Linked DNA regions of Callithrix jacchus: region 1 is linked to region 2. A link is a contact called in public Hi-C data. All regions are on one chromosome and are shown on one strand. Each heading gives the region's core, a stretch centred on a gene start, on an enhancer-like site or on the middle of the called end of the contact. The rest is flanking DNA. Distances are from core to core; before and after follow the strand shown.

What was found. A called contact is a pair of places that touch in the nucleus more often than the background predicts.
Region 1: a contact with region 2 is called in a Hi-C map of induced pluripotent stem cells, with 5 times the contacts expected there. The contact joins two enhancer-like sites. A contact is called at or near these places in 3 of 3 Hi-C or Micro-C datasets (induced pluripotent stem cells and skeletal muscle).

Annotation. Positions count from the first base shown.
Region 1 is chr17:62,579,458-62,582,157 of calJac240_pri, reverse strand. The region is part of intron 2 of THRB (thyroid hormone receptor beta); the gene reads left to right. Among named protein-coding and RNA genes, the nearest start is that of THRB, 270 kb to the left of the region's middle. Within about 2 kb of position 1,282, at least 3 of the 16 cell types and tissues checked have an H3K27ac peak or open chromatin away from gene starts, as enhancers often do.
Region 2 is chr17:62,342,617-62,345,316 of calJac240_pri, reverse strand. No RefSeq gene overlaps it. Among named protein-coding and RNA genes, the nearest start is that of NR1D2, 49 kb to the right of the region's middle. Within about 2 kb of position 1,401, at least 3 of the 16 cell types and tissues checked have an H3K27ac peak or open chromatin away from gene starts, as enhancers often do.

The DNA.
Region 1 (2,700 bases), core at 33-2,532, 240 kb before region 2:
TCCCAAAAGGAGCCCTTGTATCCATGAGCAGTCACTCCCATCCTTAAACCAGTCCCCCACCCTCACCACCCAGCCCTAGCTGACCACTCATCCACTTCCTGTCTCTATAATGCGCTTTTTTTTTTTAACCCAGACATTGCCTGGCAACTCCTCATAATTAGAATTTAATGATAAGTGTTTCCTCAAAATCTGTAATTTTTGAGAAAATGTCTTTCCTTTTGTGTCACTGAGCCTCCCTTCCTCCATTCAGCACCTCTCCCTAGCACCCCGAACAAGGGTGGGCTGCATTTAACAAGTATTTACTAAGGGTCTGCTAAGAACTACACACTGTGTTAGCACTTGGGGTCATCAATGAACAGAACGAAAGATCCCTGTCCCCATAGAGCTGACTTCCTAGCAGAGGGAGACAAATGGCCAACAGCAGCAGCAAAGCACAGAAGTAAAATGCATAGCATGTTAAAGGATGCCAAGTACTATGGCCAAGAGAAACAGGAGAGGAGGATAAGTGGTATTGGGAAGCCCCGTGCCCAGGAAGAGACAGGTGACAGCACTGGGATGTTCAAACAGGCGTCCCCGAGGAGGTAAGCTGTTCAACCCTTAATGGAGGTGAGGGAGGGACCCAAGCTGGTGTTGCAGACATGAGCATTTCAGGCAAGGAAAAATCCTGACACAAAAGGCCTTCTGAAGGGGACACATATGACACGTTGGAGGACTAGGAAGGAGTTGGTGAAGCTGAAATGGGTAGAGGAGACAGAGAGGAAGATGGGGCGGATCCTTGTGGGAGCCACAGTGGGAATTTGAGCAGAGGGTGACAGGAGTGGAATCATATTCTAACTGTTGAAATGCCATTTTAAACAGAGATGAGAAGGGGCAAGAGCAGATGCAGGAGACCCCTGGATACTTCTTTGGAGGCTACGTTAGGGCCTCTAAGCATACTTAAAGTAGAGAGGCTACTTCAGTGGCTCTCAACCTTGGCTGCGTATCAGAATCACCCAGACCGCTTTACAAACTGAAGCCTGAGCTACAACACTAATTAGCCTGGAGTGCACCTGGGCACTGGGATCGTCTTCAAAGATGCGCAGGTGATTTTGATGTGCAACCCAGATTGACCCTGAGAGCTTTCAAAGCACTAAGTAGTCCCCCTGGTTTGACTTTGCAGCTAGGAAACAAAACTCCACAGCTGACCCCACTTGCTCATTGGCAAGGCTGGGCTGAGAGGCAGCCAGAGGTCTCGCTGGTATGATGGTGGCAGGACTGGTGCTGCAGACAGTGTGCAAACTTGGATGGGGCTGGCTGGAGCCCACCAGGATCCTCAGACCTGGAGGTCAGTGTCATTCTTTGGCTGGAACCAGAAACGAGCTTCTGACTGTGAGAACAGGGCTTTCTCTCTGTATCTAAGAAAGTGCTTATTGTAATACATCACGGCAGAAGAAAAGGATAAGGCTTGAATCTCAAAAAGAGGGTATGTGATTCACTCAACAAACAGTGTTTAAGAATGATAGTGACAGTGTGCCAGGCATTGTGCAGGGAGCAGCTGAGAAAAAGATAAGGTTTAACTGTCCTTGCCCAAGCCAAATGGCTCAAAGTGAGCACCGTCTAATATTTCAAAATGTGTTATTTGTGGGAAGGCTTTAAATAAACCAGAGGGGAGGGGGGATTCTTTAGTTGCATATCTGAGCTGCTGGCATTTCTAATTCAGAGGGATGAATAGAACATTATTGTGTTGCATCGGCACAAGTACAGCAGGGGGAAAAAAAAGATGCTTGGAGCCGTGAGCCGAACATGAATCAGCAATCTGGTTCTATTGTTCGGAAAATAATCACCATGCTGGGAGTATGGAATTTAAGAATCATGCAGAAATGCCCTTCCCCCCAGCAGGAAACAGACATTGGCTAAAACATGCCGTCTTGTTTTTGGCTTCCTGAGCTGAAAAGAATGTAAAAATCTTGGAGAGGATTTAGGGAAAGCTGATTTGTAAATATGGAAAATACAACCCATAAGAAATGGGAGATAATTTAGACCCAGCGTTGGCAACCTCTCAGAGGTGGCATGCCAAGGGAGTGTTTATTCACTCTGGTGAGCAGGCAGTACAGCTGCCCTAGCTTCAATACATAACTAATGTTTCTTGAGTTCCTACTATGCACTGATCACTGTGCTAACTTGGTGGGGGAAAGAAGGAGGGTGGTGCCTACCTTTTGAAGACTTTCTAATTTGTGTCGATGGACAGAGGGGTGTACCAATACTATAAAGCAGTAGTTTTCAAACTCGAGCATGCATCAGAAACGCAGGGCCCTGGACCCCACCCTCAGAGTTTATAACTCATTAGGGCTGGAGTAGAGGTGGAGCATCTGCATTACTATCTTGTTCCCAAGTGATCTGATTCTGCTGATCTGCGGACCACACTTTGAGAACCCTGCTCTAAGAAAGTAAATACAAGGGTCAGGTGAAGAAGGTTCAACCTAGAAGTCCACAAGAAAGGTGCGCTTGGTTTTTTGGTGCAATAGCAGGTACTCGTTTTTGGATATTTTTCTCTAGCACATAGCTAATGAGTTTTAATTGGCAATGTGCTTTGGATAAACGGCACTGGCCATGACTGCCACCATCCAAGGAAGGATGACAAGAGGCATGGGAACAGATTTCTCTGTAGGCCTGAGGAAGTTGAGCAGGACATAATACAGTAAGACATACACATGTGGGCTC
Region 2 (2,700 bases), core at 152-2,651:
CCTAGGCTGAATTCCTGTTATCGTTATTGTCATGTCATAAAACAAAAAAAATTTAAAAACAGGATTTCCTCTGTTGCCCAGGCTGGAGTGCAGTAATGTGATCATAGGTCACTGTAGCCTTGAACTCCTGGATTCAAACAATCCTCCCACCTCAGCTTCCAGAGTAGCTAGGACTACAGGTACACACCACCTTGCCCCACTAATCTCTTCACTTCTCTGTAATTTCTTTAATTTTCTGTAGGGGTGAGGGTAGGGGGTCTTGCTATTACCCAGGTTGGTCTTGAACTCCTAGTGATCCTCCTGCCTCGGCCTCCCTAAGTGCTGAAATTACAAGTGTGAGTCACTGTGCCCAGCCATTTTATAAACATGGTTCCTGAGAAGCTCTACAATTGCCCTGAGTTCTCAAAGAAGTCACAGGGTAAAAGCAAAATCACCCCGATGCCAGGGTGGGTAACAGTGTTTCATTAGTTGATCTAACCTTCCAAAGAAAATAAACATTTCTTACTCCAAAAAAAGAAAGTTGTTGCTCCCATAAAACAGCCATAAAAGTCAGCACTCAACAGTGGTCTAAAGTCTGCAAAATTAAGTGAGACTGTAAATAGCAATATCCCAGTAAAACCTAAACTTTCATAGACAGGAAACTTAGGGTAGTCGCAATGTCTATAGCAAAGGGTACAGTTCGTTTTATTCTTTAACTTCTCATGCCTCCAAGAAGTACAGCCATGCACCTCATAATGGCATTTCAATCAATACAAAACCATATATGGCCAGGCACTGTGGTTCACGCCTGTAATCCCAACACTCTGGGAGGCTGAGGCAAGTGGATCACTTGAGGTCAGGAGTTCAAGACCAGCTTGGCTGACATGGTGAAACCCTGTCTCTACTAAAAATACAAAAAAATTAGCTGGGTGTGGTGGTGGAAGCCTGTAATTCTAGCTACTCGGGAGGCTGAGACGGGAGAACCTTTTGAACCCACGAGACGGAGGGTGCAGTGAGCCAAGATCACGCCATTGTATTCCAGGCTGGGCAACAAGAGCGAAACTTCATCTCCAAAAAAAAAGAAAAGCCACATATATGACAGTGGTCCCTTTGGATTATGCCATATTTTTACTGTACCTTTTCTATATTTAGTTATGTTTAGGCAATAAATACCACCGTGTCAGAACTGCCTACTGTATTTAGTACATGCTATGCAGGTTTGTAGCCTAGGAGCAATAGACTATACCACACAGCATAGATGTGTAGTAGGCTATCTCCTCTAGGTTTGGGTAAGTGCACTCTATGATGCTGCCAGGACGAAATTGCCAAATGACACATTTTTCAGAAAGTATTCCTGTTGTTAAGCAACGCATACATCCAGGCTCAAGTTAGGCTCTGAAATTAGCTTATCAAATGAATCAGCCCTCCCTTGGCTCTTAAACCTTATATAATTAGCTTTGTAACGTAATGCATTCAGTGGCTGTGGGCAAAGCTCAGAGGAGTGAGAAAACCCATTTAGGGCAGTGGCCAGAATTTCCGGTGTTTCCTCAAGTTTGGCTGCTAATTCGTTTTCTTGGCATAGCCTAGGATGGATCCCAGATCTGCCAGGGCCTTCTGGCTTCCCCTCCGTTGGAAATGTCTCGAGAATCAGTCTTCTGTTACTTTGGGGCCTTCTTTTGATATCCCACCCGAATGAAAGAAATGTGGTCACAGAAAAGACAGAAGTTTATCATTTGTCAAACCTTGGATTTGAACGGGAGTTGATGAACTACGTATATGCCAATCAGCCCCAGAGTTTCTTAACTCCCAGAGCATGTTACCAACAAAAGTCACAAAACTGTATAGGAGACAGATAGGCAGTTGTTTTCTTGAAAGGACTCCAGAAACCAAATTATACAATTTCTAACACTGGACTAATTCAGGGGCCTGGTAAACACAGAAACCACAGAGGGGAGGGAAGAGGAAACAGGGGCGAGCAGGATGTCTGGTCTAATTCAGCATTCACTTTGCTCTGCTCTGTTTTATAACAATGTCAGCTCTATGGAATAAAACAAAATGTGATTTCTGTGTCTTTAAGGCCCAGGCAGCACTGGCAATGGCTAGGTTTCCATAGCAACTTGTAATTCCACTATCTATTAAGTGGAAAAGCAACAATAGAAAATCCCTAGCAAATAAAGTGTGATACCTCTCAATGACAATTATCTGCTTATTACAGTCTCACTTTGAGTGCTTAAAAATACAAACACCTAGAATCTTTTACTACATTTGAATGAAGCAAGGCTATTTCTTTTCTTTTCTTCTTTTTCTTCTGAAAAGCTCTTAGATACAAAAGAAGAAACAAGTTTCTGAGGGTTTTGAGATGTCAAGCCTCTTTGGTGGCCACAGGAGAATTCTCCCGCTCTACACGCACACTGCACAAAAGCAGCAAGGAGGATTAAGCAATTCAGAAATCTACAGCAATGTGAGGTAGATTCCTACCACAGGACCTCATCCAATCAGTGTCCATCAGACTTGCTTGTAAAAGGCCTGGGACCATATTAAGTCTGGAGCAGTGTACTTTGCACACAAAATAAATTTTTTTAAGATCATAACCTCGCCAGGCACAGTGGCTCATGCCTGTAATCCCAGCACTTTGGGAGGCCAAGGCAGGCGGATCACGAGGTCAAGAGATCAAGACCATCCTGGCCAACATGGTGAAAACTGCCTCTACTAAAAATACAA